Regions from separate parts of the Sus scrofa genome. Here region 2 is linked to region 1. The links are chromatin contacts, called in public HiChIP or PLAC-seq maps. All regions are on one chromosome and are shown on one strand. The core of a region is the stretch at or near the end of the contact, and the rest is flanking DNA. Distances in the headings are between cores, read along the strand shown. Region 1 has its middle 23 kb from the start of SMARCA5. Region 2 holds the start of INPP4B (type II inositol 3,4-bisphosphate 4-phosphatase).

Evidence for each region. HiChIP or PLAC-seq counts read pairs in DNA pulled down with a chosen protein or histone mark.
Region 2: a contact with region 1 is called in an H3K27ac HiChIP or PLAC-seq map of skeletal muscle, with 11 times the contacts expected there. The contact joins the promoter of INPP4B here to the enhancer-like site in region 1. A contact is called at or near these places in 9 of 47 Hi-C or Micro-C datasets (embryonic fibroblasts, epiblast stem cells, fetal skeletal muscle and 6 more) and 1 of 2 datasets of contacts at active chromatin or transcription factors (skeletal muscle).

The regions. Positions count from the first base shown.
Region 1 is chr8:84,244,198-84,250,815 of Sscrofa11.1, forward strand. No RefSeq gene overlaps it. Among named protein-coding and RNA genes, the nearest start is that of SMARCA5, 23 kb to the left of the region's middle. Within about 2 kb of position 3,999, at least 4 of the 83 cell types and tissues checked have an H3K27ac peak or open chromatin away from gene starts, as enhancers often do. A contact at or near this core is called in skeletal muscle, where this site is marked.
Region 2 is chr8:84,809,251-84,815,868 of Sscrofa11.1, forward strand. INPP4B (type II inositol 3,4-bisphosphate 4-phosphatase) reads left to right here and starts at 2,832. Exons shown (of 30, transcript XM_021100673.1): 1 at 2,832-3,074.

The DNA of each region.
Region 1 (6,618 bases), core at 2,749-5,248:
ATTTGAAATTAATCAAGATAATTCTGAAAAAAATCAAAATGGAAATTGAAACTATCTTGAACTAAATGGTAATAAAAATATGTCATTCCAAAATTGTGGGTTCTTGGAGTTCCCATTGTGGCACAGTGGAAAGAAGTCCAACTAGTATCCATGAGGACACGTGTTCAATCGCTGGCCTCGTTCAGTGGTGAAAGATCTGGTGTTTCTGTGAGCTGTGGTGTAGGTCGCAGATGCAGCTTGGATCCCGAGTTGCTGTGGCTGTGGCCTAGGCTGGTGGCTACAGCTCCGATTCAACCCCAGCCTGGGAACTTCCATGTGCTGTGGGTGCAGCCCTAAAAACAAAACAAACAAAACAAAGCAAAACAAAATTGTGGGATCTATCTAATCCAAGTACTTATCTTTATAAAAATTATTTTTTTTTATTAAACAACAAGTTAAACTCAAACCAAAAGGAAGGATATTATGAAAGTAATAATAGAAATTAGGGATGGAGTTCCTGTTGTAGCTCGGCAGGTTAAGGACCCATGTTGTCTCTGTGAGGATACAGGTTGGATCCTTGACCTCACTCAGTGGGTTAAGGATCCGGTGTTGCTGCAAGCAGCAGTGTAGGTCACAGATGTGGCTTGGATCTGGTGTTGCTGTGGCTGTTGCTGTGGCATAGGCCTCAGCTGCAGCTCCAATTCATCCCCTAGCCTGGAAACTTCCATATGCCTCAGGTGCCCCCCAAAAAGAAAAAAAAAATTAATGAAAGAGAAGAGAGATGTACACTAAATATCAGCAATGTCAAGAGTTAGTTCTTTGAAAAGGTGAATAAAATGGATAAATTCCTGGTAAAGACAATTAAGAAAAGACAACGCACAATAAAATATCAGGAACCCAAAGAAGCATCTCTATAGAGCCACCTGGCATTTAAAATATGATAAAAGCACATTATGAACATTTTGCCAATGATTTGAACATTTTATTTGAAATGGACAAATTTCTAGAAAAATATGAAATCCAAAACTGACAAAAGGAGTAGTAGGAGTAAAAATTTTGAATAGTTTTATGTCTACATGAAGTACCCCTGCTTCTGTCAAAGTCTTTGTGGAATTCAATCTGTAGCCATTTCAAGGAGATCCCTCTTACAGTCAGTCCTTATTTTTCCTGTATCACAGGGTTTTTTTTCTTTCTCTGCTGGATCTTTGCCATGAGCATGTAAACATGGGCTCATGTCTAATACTCTAACCCGCCCCCCCCCAGAAAACCCCCAAACTAAAACACTTCCATATCTTTAGATACCACACCTTTTCTCAATTTTTTTTTTTTTTTTGTCTTTTTGTCTTTTTAGGGCCACACCCGTGGCATATGGAGGTTCCCAGGCTAGGAGTCGAATCGGAGCTGTTGCTGCTGGCCTGCACCAGAGCCACAGCAACACCAGATCCAAGCTGCGTCTGCAAACTACACCACAGCTCACAGCAAGGCTGGATCCTTGACCCACTGAGCAAGGCCAGGAATCCAACCCGCAACCCCACGGTTCCTAGTCGGCTTCGTTTCCCCTGAGCCAAGACGGGAACTCCTCCTCAATATTTTAAAAAAATCTTTTCATAGAAAAGCTTCTAGAAAAGTCTATTTCTACTTCTGCACCATCTGGACCACCCTAATCATACTCTGTCTCCAGCATTGTATTAAAGATTCTGTGTCAGTCAATGATTTTCAGGGGCTCAAATCAAATGGCTGCATCTAATAAGATTTCACACTTTGACCACTCCCTTTTTTTCCTGAAATACTCATTCATTAGACCACATGCTCCTGGTTTCCATCCTGCTTTATTACCTATTCTTCCTCAGTTTCCTTGGCTGACTCCTTATCCTCTGCTTGACCCCTATCTGTTGGACTCAGTTATGTGACCCGTCTCTTTCTTCTGACTGCAGTTTCCATGGGTGCCCTCATCCATTTCCAGGACTCTATATACGTCTATATTGTGAGGACTCTCAAATATATATCTTGATTCTTGCTCTCTCCCTGCAATTTTATCAGATCAAAGCTACACTTTGAAGGGCTCTCATGTACAAAATAATGACTAAACCCCCCGGGCTCACCAGGAAGTCTCATTTGCTGTAGCCACGATGGTATAAAGTGTTATACTGAAGTGATAAACTGACTGTTGTGTGCTCTAGTCCCTTGGGGATTATCTGTTTGCTTTTTTTTTTTTTTTTTATTCATGAGCGTCCTCATGGATACTAGTCGGGTTACTGCTGAGCCATGAGGGGAACTCCATGTTTGCATTTTTATTTTTTATTTTTTTGTCTTTTGTCTTTTAGGGCCGCACCCGTGCCATGTGGAGGTTCCCAGAATAGGGGTCGAATCACAGCTGTTGCTGCCGACCTACCCCACAGCCACAGCAACAGCACCAGATCCAAGCTGAGTCTGCAATCTACACCACAGCTCATGGCAATGCTGGATCCTTAACCCCCTGAGAGAGGCCAGGGATCAAACCTGAAACCTCATGGTTCCTTGTCTGATTCGTTTCCGCTGCGCCATGACGGGAACTCTCATGTTTGCACTTTTAAATGAAAATTTTATCTGGAATGCTCTGGCTGCCTCAAAATGAATATTAGACGTGTCTTGTGTCTTCCTCCATGTCAGCTAAACCCCAGGCTCTGGGGCAGGGCTCGGATGGCCACAGTCTTCCCAGGACAGCCTGAAATCTCTATAATTGCTCATATTCTCTGTGTTATACACAGAGGTCCTAATAGACCTGGAGAACCAGAAAAGCCAGGGTCATGTGGGTGAATCAAAGTAGAGGAAGAAAGACGGGGAAGAGCCTTCAAAGACAGCTCCTACACCTCAACAGCAAAAAACAACCCAATGGAAAAAGGGATCTGAATAGACATTTCCCCCAAGGAGACATACAGATGGCCAAAAGGCACAGGAAGAGATGCTCAACATCATTAATGATCAGAGAAATGCACTTTAAAACTACAAGGAGATATCACCTCATACCAGATTAAGAGGCAAAAACTACTATGTATAAAATACAGAGAATATAGGTAATATTTTATTGTAACTATAACGGAACACAATCTTTAAAAATTGTGAATCACTGTGTTGTACACTTACACTTATCTAATACTGTGCATCAATTATACCTCAATAAAAAAAGCCACCTGGGAGGCTGAGTGGAGCCCTAACTAGAGCCAAGGGGAGCCAGGGGATCCCCGGAAGAGATCCAGGTGAGAAAAGACCTAGGAGTAAACAAAGGCAGGGACGGAAGAGAAGAGAATGGTCTTTAAAAAGAGGAACATTTATTATATGAGTAAAGGTAAAAGGGTAAGAGCTATAAAAATGTATTCATGAGGATTCCTCACAATCAAATACATCACGAAATGTGTGGACAGTGATGAGCGTTGCAGTGACATCCTCTTCCTGGGTACATTCCCGGTCTCCTCCACCTTCCTGGCCATCAGTCTGACCTCTCCATAGCTGCCCAGCCCCCTCTCCAACTTCTCTCCATCTTCTCTCTGCTCCCTGTTCCTCCAGCTACAAAAAACAGGGTGCCAGAACAGATGTGAATTGCACATTCCTTAAAAGCGGCGCAAAACCATCTAAGATGTCACAGGAAATCCTCAAAAGCTGTTAATAGACTGTAAGCTTTATTCATAGTAACAAGGCTTATGTCAATGCTGCCAATTTTTCCTTTGGTGAATTGGTCTGATTCCACAAGATCTTGGGTGGAAGCGGTGGCGGATGGCTGAAGCAGATGGAGGAAAAGGTCACTGGAGGTGAAGAAACTGAGAGAAACCAGTGTTCTGTATGCACTGCTCAGGAGGATATGAAAGTCACCCAGAGCCTTGAAAGGGACAGAGAAGAGGAGAAGGCAGCGATTTACAGGTTGACGAGAGGGCAAGAGGGAGTGAGCACTGAATGACAAGGGGTAACCAGGAGTCACTAGGTCTTAGCAACAGGAACAGTGATGTCTTAAGCTAAAGTGCTAGGGATTTGGGCAGAGGAGGGAGGCTTGTTCGAAGCAGTGTTGGAGAGGAAGGGAACTCCCTTCCTGCTCCCAGGTCCTGGGGTAGGACAGGAAATAGTTCTACTTGAAAGAGTTGGGGAAGTGGTATCCTCAGGGGAGCCTACCTTCCATCAAGGAAAACTGAGTATCAAGGGAAGATAAAGTTTTTCAGAGAATCAGAGGGAAGGTTGCAAAGGGAAAGGGGTGCGAGACTGGGGTAGCTGATGGGATGATGCTTTTAGGGTTGAAGAACCGGAGATGACAGCAACAGGAATTCCAGGAAGGCTGAGGAGACTAGGGGTGTGAGGAGCTCTCAGGGGCAGGGGCTGACCCCATGGCCGGAGTGGTGTTGTGAGTGGCAAAGTGAAGTCCTGAGAGGACAATTCCTTCCTCCTGTTGCACGCCTTTGAATGATCATCTCAGCTGAGAAGATTTCCATTTTATAGCTGCAAAAGGAAGACCGCTGAACGTTTGTAACAGCTTTAGCTTTAACAGCCAAAGAGCAGAAAAAATTCACGTAACGAATGGATAATTAAATGTGAGGCATCCCTGAAATGGACTATCACTCAGCTATGAAAAGGCATCAAGTACTGATTCAGGCTACAACATGGATGACTCCTGTACACACCAAGCCAAGTGAAAGAAGAAAGTCGCAGGAGACCACACATTGTATTATATATATGCCGTTTATATTAAATGTCCAGGAAAGGGAAATCTACAGAGACAAGATAGATTGGCAGTTGTCAAGGGTTTCAGGTAGGGTTGGGGAAATGGGTAGTGTTTGCTAATAGGTACAAAGTTCCTCTTTGAATTGATGAAATTGTTCTAAAATAAACTGCGGTGATGATGGCACAACTTTGAATATACTAAAAACCATTGAATTGAACACCTTAAGTGGGTAGAAAATGGAATGTAAATTATATCTCAATAGAAAAGGAGGGCAATAATTCCTGTTCTAATTAAACAAAATATGGATGTGAGAATACTTTGGAGACAAAAAAGCACAAAATGCACATGAGATCACTAAGGCAAGTGTGGGGAAATCTTCACTGAGGACTTAAAGAAAAGGACTAATATTTGGGGCTGTCATAACTGAGTCACTGAAGGTATGGCGACAGAACATACGGCGTCAAGAAACTTACAATTGTACTTTTTGTGAAAGAATATACAAGTTGATTCCACTTTTCGTCAGGATTTACCTTGCAGATTCAGTTTTATGCACAAGGGGGCGATGTCCACCAAATAACAAACATGCATAGCTGCTGGAACTGCAAATACAAGCCCAGGGAGAAAGAACAACTGAAATTTATGAGATCGTTTGTAAACACAACTTTGAAAGTGGACATCTAGAAAAACAAATACTGTGAAAGAGATACTTATTGATGCATAATGCTTTATGCTTTTTTTTTTGTATTTTGAACTGCATTGGATTATTCAAAAATATATGAAAATACATCTTAAGGAAAATTATTTTGTGCTCTTATTTAGGTTAACATATAAATTTGTTTCTTTGCTTTTTTGGCTTCACCCGCGGCATGTGGAAGTTCCTGGGCCAGGGATCTAACCCATTCTGCAGTTGCAACCTGCGCCACAGCTGGGGCAACACTGGATCCTTAACCACTGTGCCACAAGAGAAACTTCCAATTAACATTTAAACTTGATAAAAAAGATGTGAAGAATATATGCAAATATATAGACATCATTAAATTTTTTTTTTTGGTCTTTTTTGTTGTTGTTGTTGTTGTTGTTGCTATTTCTTGGGCCGCTCCCGCGGCATATGGAGGTTCCCAGGCTAGGGGTTGAATCGGAGCTGCAGCCACCGGCCTACGCCAGAGCCACAGCAACGCGGGATCCGAGCCGCGTCTGCAACCTACACCACAGCTCACGGCAACGCGGGATCCTTAACCCACTGAGCAAGGGCAGGGACCGAACCTGCAACCTCATGGTTCCTAGTCGGATTCGTTAACCACTGCGCCACGACGGGAACTCCCATTAAAATTTTTTAAAAGATGATTGCCAATTCATCCTAATAGCTTTTAAAAAATATTCTAATGAACTCAAGGATTTTCCTATATATTTTCTATTCTTACCATTCTGTTTTCTTTCTCCTTCCTTCTTCCCTCCCTACTTTTCTCTCTTTATTTTTTTCTTTCCTTTTTTCTCTTTTTTCCATATGAAAGATCAATTACCTGTTCAATTGTTTTTCTTTTTCTTTTTTTTAAGGCTGCACCCGAGGCATATGGAGGTTCCTGGGCTAGGGGTTCAATCAGAGCTACAGCTGCCAGCCTACACCAGAGCCACAGCAACACAGGATCCGAGCTGCGTCTGCCACCTACACCACAGCTCACTGCAATTCCAGATCCTTAATCTACTGAGCAAGGACAGGGATCAAACCCGCAACCTCATGGTTCCTAGTTGGATTCGTTAACCACTGTGCCACAACGGGAACACCATCTGTTCAATTATTTTTTCAATTTTCTTCTATCAAACTCTTCAAAAGAAAGGTTGAAAGAATATTACAATAAGTACTCACACTGCCTTTACAACAATTATTAATGCTTTGCTTTATTTAAATGTTTCCCTACATATACATATATTATGAGCAATTTTCCAGATTTTCTTTA
Region 2 (6,618 bases), core at 1,582-4,081, 560 kb after region 1:
CTTAATGTATGAATGTCAAACTTAAGCCTTCCAATGATAAGTTTTTAAAAATTGGGATGAAAACTGACTTGATCTACAAAGTTATCATTAATATAAGTAAAAAAGTATGGTTAAAAAAATCCCTATGCCATACTTGGCGCCATGCTTTAGATGAGACTTTTCACAGAAAAGCCTCACAAAAGTGGACACTCTTCCTTGTGCCACACCGACCTCACCTGAAAAAAACTCTCCAGGAAAAATGAATCTATACAATGAAAAAGTATGAGCTACTTCACTGAAAAAGGAGGGTGTGATGCCAGCCCTGCAGATTCTGGCTTGATTTTTTTGCTTTAGACAGCAAGGTAACTACTGAGAGTCACCTCTGACCTCCGGCCCTATAAAGATATATCAAAAGGAAATGAAAAATATTTTGTCCTTCATCAGAAGATGGAGTTATGTTTGGGGGGCACGAGTGGCTTAAAGTTCAAGGTTTGTAAAAGTGGCTGCTGAATGAGTTTAATAAGCCATAGAAACATCTGAATCCACTAGGCTTATTTGAGGAAAACACCACCAAATAACTAAAAAAAGGTAAATATCAGGCTGTGGATGGATTTTTAAAATGTCATGTGGTACATGCATCTGATTCATTCTCTCTTTCTCTCTCTGCTCCCTCCCTGCGCCCGCTCCAGAATTTAAACTTCCTAGATGATATGCATAGGTATGTCAGCCTTTCCCCAGCAGTCCTGTAGATGGTCTGGAAAAGGTCTTGGTCAGCATGATCTATGTCTGGCTTTGAATTACAAGAGGGTTTTCTGGGTATCTCACTTTAACTGTTCATTTTCTCAAAGCCAGTTGCTGCATCTATTTTACAACTCTGTCTTTTGGAAGGAACATTTTAGTACTTCTGGAACTTTGGCAGTCTTCAAACACACACACACACACCCAGAGCTCCCTTTAAAGTTAGAGGACAGATATGTTAAATGTCTTTTGAACTGAGTGGCAAAGCTCTGGCACCCTGATGTTCTGATATTCTTTCACCCTTTCTGTATTTTAAGAAAAGGCTGAAACTCTTGTCCAATGAAAAAGCTGTCTCGTTCTGCCAGCAGATCTCTACAAATAGGATTTATCCATTGCTTCAAGCCGCAAGTATGACACAGGTGTTTTTTTTTTTCCCCCAAGTGGGTGTGTTGAGAACCACCTCATGCAGGAGAAATTTAATTGTGTAATGGGCCCCTCCGGTGTGAGCCACAGCCTCACAGGGCCTGTGTAGACTGCCTGTCCCTTTTGTCCCCCCTTCTCTCCCTCCAGCTCTCCTGTGATGGTGGCTGAATGTACCAGAAAAAGCTTGAAGAACAGGGAAGGGCCGCAGGGGAGAATGGGCCAGGCCCAGTTTCTGGCCCATAGTGTTTTTTAATTCCTTTTGTAAACATTTATTGACGCTAGGACGTTAGGCATTGTTCCAAGTTCTGAGGAAGAGCAATAGGAAAAAACAAACAAACAAACAAACATCAAAGTCTCTGCTCTCATTGATAAAGCTTCTAACCTGCTGGCTGGCAGTGAAATGCTTGCGGAGAGAATGGATGCCTAGAGTAGGAAGTGACAGCAGGGGTGACAGGTGGGGACAGCTACAGCTTCCCACTTGGTGTAACATTAAGCCCTGACTTAACCCAAATCGATGTTACCATCCTAACTTTGGGATTCCAGTCTCTCTGCGTGGCAAATGTAACCTGAGCATACTGGTATTCTCACTCCGCCTTATTATCTTTTAAAAGTGCCCTTACCGAGGGTGCTTGCCTGGACTGGGGCTGGCATTCCCAGCTTTACCATTACCTTTGAGCAGCTCAGTCAATACCTCTCCACGAGAACCGCCAGGTGGCACCTGTAAGGCGCAGATGGGGAGAGGCATTTGCCCCACACCCCGCAACCCGGAATAGCCAGGCAGCTTGCCTTCGCCCGTGGGCTTGTTTGCGAGGAAGTGAGGGAGTTTTAGCCTCGGTTCAGACTGCGCGATTACGTACCCTGTTTTCCTGACACCCAAACAGACAGAGCGTAGATTTGTCTCCACGCGCCGGGGCTGCCAAAGGCGTGACACACGCCTGTGGGGAACAGCTCGGCCTCAGTCCCCGAGCAGAGACGTGGGGACTGCGGCGGGTGGTCGGTGGGCTGCGCTGAGCTGGAAGCCTCGCCATTGCCCAGGTCTCCTCCGCCCTAAGTCCGGGCCCAGGCAGAGGAGTAGTAAGAGAGACAGGTCCCAGAGTGGTGGCAGGCAGAAGTCCGGGGAACGGGGCGGGGACGGGGGGAACGTCGCTTCCCTACCCTCCCGGACTGAGCCCGGTTCTGGGGCGCCCCCTTTCGCCGTTTAAAAACCCCTGTGGTTTCCGTGGCCCCGGCCGCGGCGTGGCGGCCTCGGGTCACCTCTCACCACCGCTCCGCAGCGGTGCTCCTGGCAGCACAGGCTAGGGACCGTCCCCGCTGGCAGAGGGGCCCAGCAGAGGGTCGGGGTGCGGGGTGGCGGTACACAGAGTGAGCCTGTTGGGGTCATTTCAGGTTGGGCGGCGGGGACATCAACTCCACTCCATCGGTAGTGGGAGGCGAGCTGCGCCAGCTGCGCGACTCTTGCTGCCGTCGCTGCCTCTGTTCGGGCGCCGGTGACATTGGGAGGAGACCGCTGGGAACCAGCAGAAGAGGAAGAGGAGCAGGGAGGGGTGGGATTGGAGGGGCGGGGGGGGTGCGGGGGGAGAAAGTAGCGATTGTGCCAGGGGAGCATGTGAGCAGGGGAGAGGCGGCCGCGCCGGCGACAACTTCTCCGGGGCGCGCGCGGCGGGGCGGGGAGCGAGCGGGGAGCGCGGCGGGAACCCGGAGCCCGAGGGAGGCGCGGGCGCCTCGGGGAGCAGCCGCTCGCGCCCTGCGCCCTGCGCCGCCGCGCCGCCGGCTCGCTTCCTCCGGGTTCCCAGCCCGGGTGCTGAGGCTCCGGTCTATAAATAGCAGGTTACAGCTCTCGCTAGGCGCGCACACGCTCACCCGCGAACGCCGGAAAGTCAGGCTAAAAGTGTCTGCTGCTGCTGCTGCCGCCCCCCACTCCGCCTCCAGGAGAGGTAATTACCCGCCGGGGCTCCCAGGGCCGGGTGGGGGGTTTGGCCAGGGTGGTCTGGGAGGCGGTGGGGAATGTGTCAGGCGTTGGAGCGGGTCTGAGAGCGGGGTGGGGGGGGTCACGTCCTGGCGGGGGGTGGTGAGGGAGTCTTGTTTGGCATTAAGTTTCTCAGCCTGGCAGCCCCGATAGCCCCATACGGCCCTCGCGCCTAAGGGGTGTGGTGCGCTGCCTCTCCTCGGCAGCAGGAGTACCCCTGACCCCCGCGGACACTCTGGCCCGGCGCCGCTCGGTCGGGCCCACGCGCGGGTTCACGTTCATCCTCACCCCTTCACACTCACTCTCAGGGCCCCGGGTTAACTCCGAGCTCTGGCCTCGCTGACCTTCCAAGGCTGCGCCCACCCTCGCGGTCCCTTTGGAGGGGCTGCGGTGGCCAGAGGGAGGGGGGGCTCGCTCTCATCCCTATCCCGGCCACAAAGCTGCCAACGCCGCCCGCCCCGGGAGAAGTCGCCTTCAGGGCGAAGGGTGGGGGTGGGGTGGGGGTGGGAGTGAGGGTGCTTGATACTGGGGTCTCAGTTGCCCCGTTTTGGGCTTTTCCTAAAGAGTCCCTGTCATGACCACCCTCGTTCCACTCCCAGCAACTCAGCCCGCTACGTGTCTCTTCTTGGCAACCAGACATCACTTGTCCTCCCACAGAGAGGTCCTTCTAAAGGGTCAGAAAGCCAGGGCCATGACTTGAAAGCGCGGTGGTGGTGCTGCTGGTGGTACTGTGTGTTGTGGGGGGAGCATCGTTGTTTGAAGTCTGAAAACTGCGCTGCAGGGTCCGCGAGCTCTCAGGGCACCTCTGGCACGGAGCACCCAGGCCAGGGATGTTCGGAGCTAGGGGTCGTTCCTGAAGGGACTTTCAGGCTTGTCGCTGGGACTAAGACCAGGATGCTGGAGCTCCAGGTACCTGTTTTTGCCCCTCCCTTTGCCTCTGAAATCTCCTCCCTGTTGGGGGGTGGTTTCTGTCCCTAGAAGATGGAGAGGCACCAGCAGTTTCTATTTGGGGACTAGAGGTTTATAAGGGTGAGGATGTGCATGTTGATGAGGTTGTTGCTGCTGCTGCTGCTCCTGCTCCTGCACAAAACTTACCGGAAAAACCGGGGAGGGTTTTCTCTTACTCTTGTTTTAATGATGAAGATTCACTTTCCCTTTCCTCTCCCCCCCCCCCCATCTCCAGAACTAGGTTTCCTCCCTTTCTGAAATGTGTTATTTGAGGTCATTACATTTTGTGACTCCAGGTGTTATATTTTTGCCCATCTCTTTCCTCTAGTATGACAGAACTTGTTTGTCAAGGTGTGGCTCTGTATAAGTGAAAGCCTGGAAGACAGAGTAGATTTGTCTTCTTCCTGTCAAGGTGGGCACTAGATAGGTCGTTTATAGGTGTAGGACTGTATTTCAAAGACCTTGCTTGTAGTAGGAATTTTCTTAATGGGTTCTGGACCATCCATGGTAGTATTCTGACAGTGCTAAAGCAGCATATAAGGTGCAGAGAATCACCAACAGAGCAGCTGGCTAGTGCAAGAAGTTGGGTAAAAGGAGGCCTGGGTAAGTGGGCATTGTCACACTTAGTAGACAAAGAAATGCATTATCTTGTGTTCTTTTGCGATATATCCCAGTAAAACATTGATATGAAATCAGAGTAAATGATCAATGGCTTCGTAATAGGTACTTGGGCATTTTAAAAATAGAACCTCTTGGATTTGTAGTAAAGTCTTTTTTTTTTTTCCTTCGGTGTATTTCTTTAAAATGTGATGTAGCACATTGTCCTTGAAAGGTTATAAAGTGTGCCTGGGAAAGAGAGTCTAGATCTTCACTGTCACTAGGAAACATAGGTGCTGATTGAAATACTGCTCTTATTTTGGAAGAATAGGCTCTTTGATGAGGCAAATCAATATTTGTGATAAATTAATGACCAGTTAGGATGTACATAGTTATAATTGTGTTTTGCTTTTGATCCTTTGATAAAGTATAAGAAAAAACAGGTAGACCAAGTTAGTCCTGTTCCTGCAGCAAGTTTAGACCGTGTTCCTGCACATGGTCAAAGTTACAGGCAGAAAATACTTTTACATGTTGGGTTTCAGCTTCACTTTGGGGATGCACATTGACTGAACGACTTGATTACTCATAGCATAGACTTGTCAGTTAAATTTGATTATAAAAATCATGCTCTTATATTTGAGTTGTGTGAAGTGGAAAATCATTAAGCTGAAGGAAAAGCCAGATATTTGTTCTAAATTGTGCAAATTGAAAGTAATTCATTTCCTTTCTGAGACCTGGGAGTTTCTTCTAGTACAAGTAATATAAATCCCCGCATGGATAACCAAGGTAACAGTTACTACTTCGAGGCAAAACCCAAGAGGGCAATTCTCCTAAAGACAGAGAAAAAAGTGCAAACTGATCTCATCTCTCTTAGCAACCGAATGGTTGTCAGTTGTCAGGTAATTACCTGACGTCGAGAATACAAAGTTAACAAAATTATGAAATCATAATTAGTGAGCAAAATGCTTACTGGATGTCTATTACATTTTCTCATTTCACAGTGCACAGTCCCCAGCCAGTACTAATACTAGATATACAAATATCATAATTTCTGTAATCTGTGTGGAATAAATCCTTGTCTTCCATAGCCATAGGGATTTGAAGAGATAGAAGTGCGCTCTTTCAGATAATCTCAAATTAAATGTTAATGTTCGTTTGAAAGCTGAATCTGTCTCTTCTGTATTCTTTACCTTAATTTTTTACCATGTCCTAGCTAGCTTTCTAGAGCCCTAGGGAATTGGCTTCATAGCCATATTGTTACTACCTTTTAATACTGAGTTAGAAATCTTTGATTATAAGGACTCTTAAGGATACGCTCATAAATACACACGCTTTCATGGTTCAGGCTCAGAAATGAGATTCTTAGACAAGTAATTTTAGTTTAAATTCATATGACGATGCTGTGATTGCATTTTTGTGTGCATGTGCAAGATGCACTGAGCTTATGTTTTCCAAAACTTGAAATTCTCTATGTACCTAAAAACACGTTAAGATGTGGGAGAACATTTTAAGGAAGCTTCAGAGCCCCAGGCATCATTGTCCTTTCAATCAAGACTTGTTAGTGCGTTTATTTTGAACATTTTCACTACCTTGAAGACCAATAGGAGCATTTCAAAATGCTTATGAACTTTTACTGTTGTAACTATATTGTTTGTATATCTGCAACTGCTGTGGGGTTTTTTGTATAAGGCACAGTTGTAAACCTCTACCTTACTTCTTGGACGTGTCTTGCTACAGATGGTGTACCACGAGGCCAATGGAATATCTAAGGGTTGCAACTTTAGACTTTTTCCAATTGTCTTTGTAATTTTACTGAACACTGAGAAATGTCATCCCAACATAGTGTGACGAGTTGGATTTTAATATAATATGTGTTCTTAAATCATGTTTTCCAAACTGAGTTTCTTAAATTGCAATACTTTAAGTTCTATCTTCCCAATTGGCAGCCATTCCAACTAGGTGTCCTA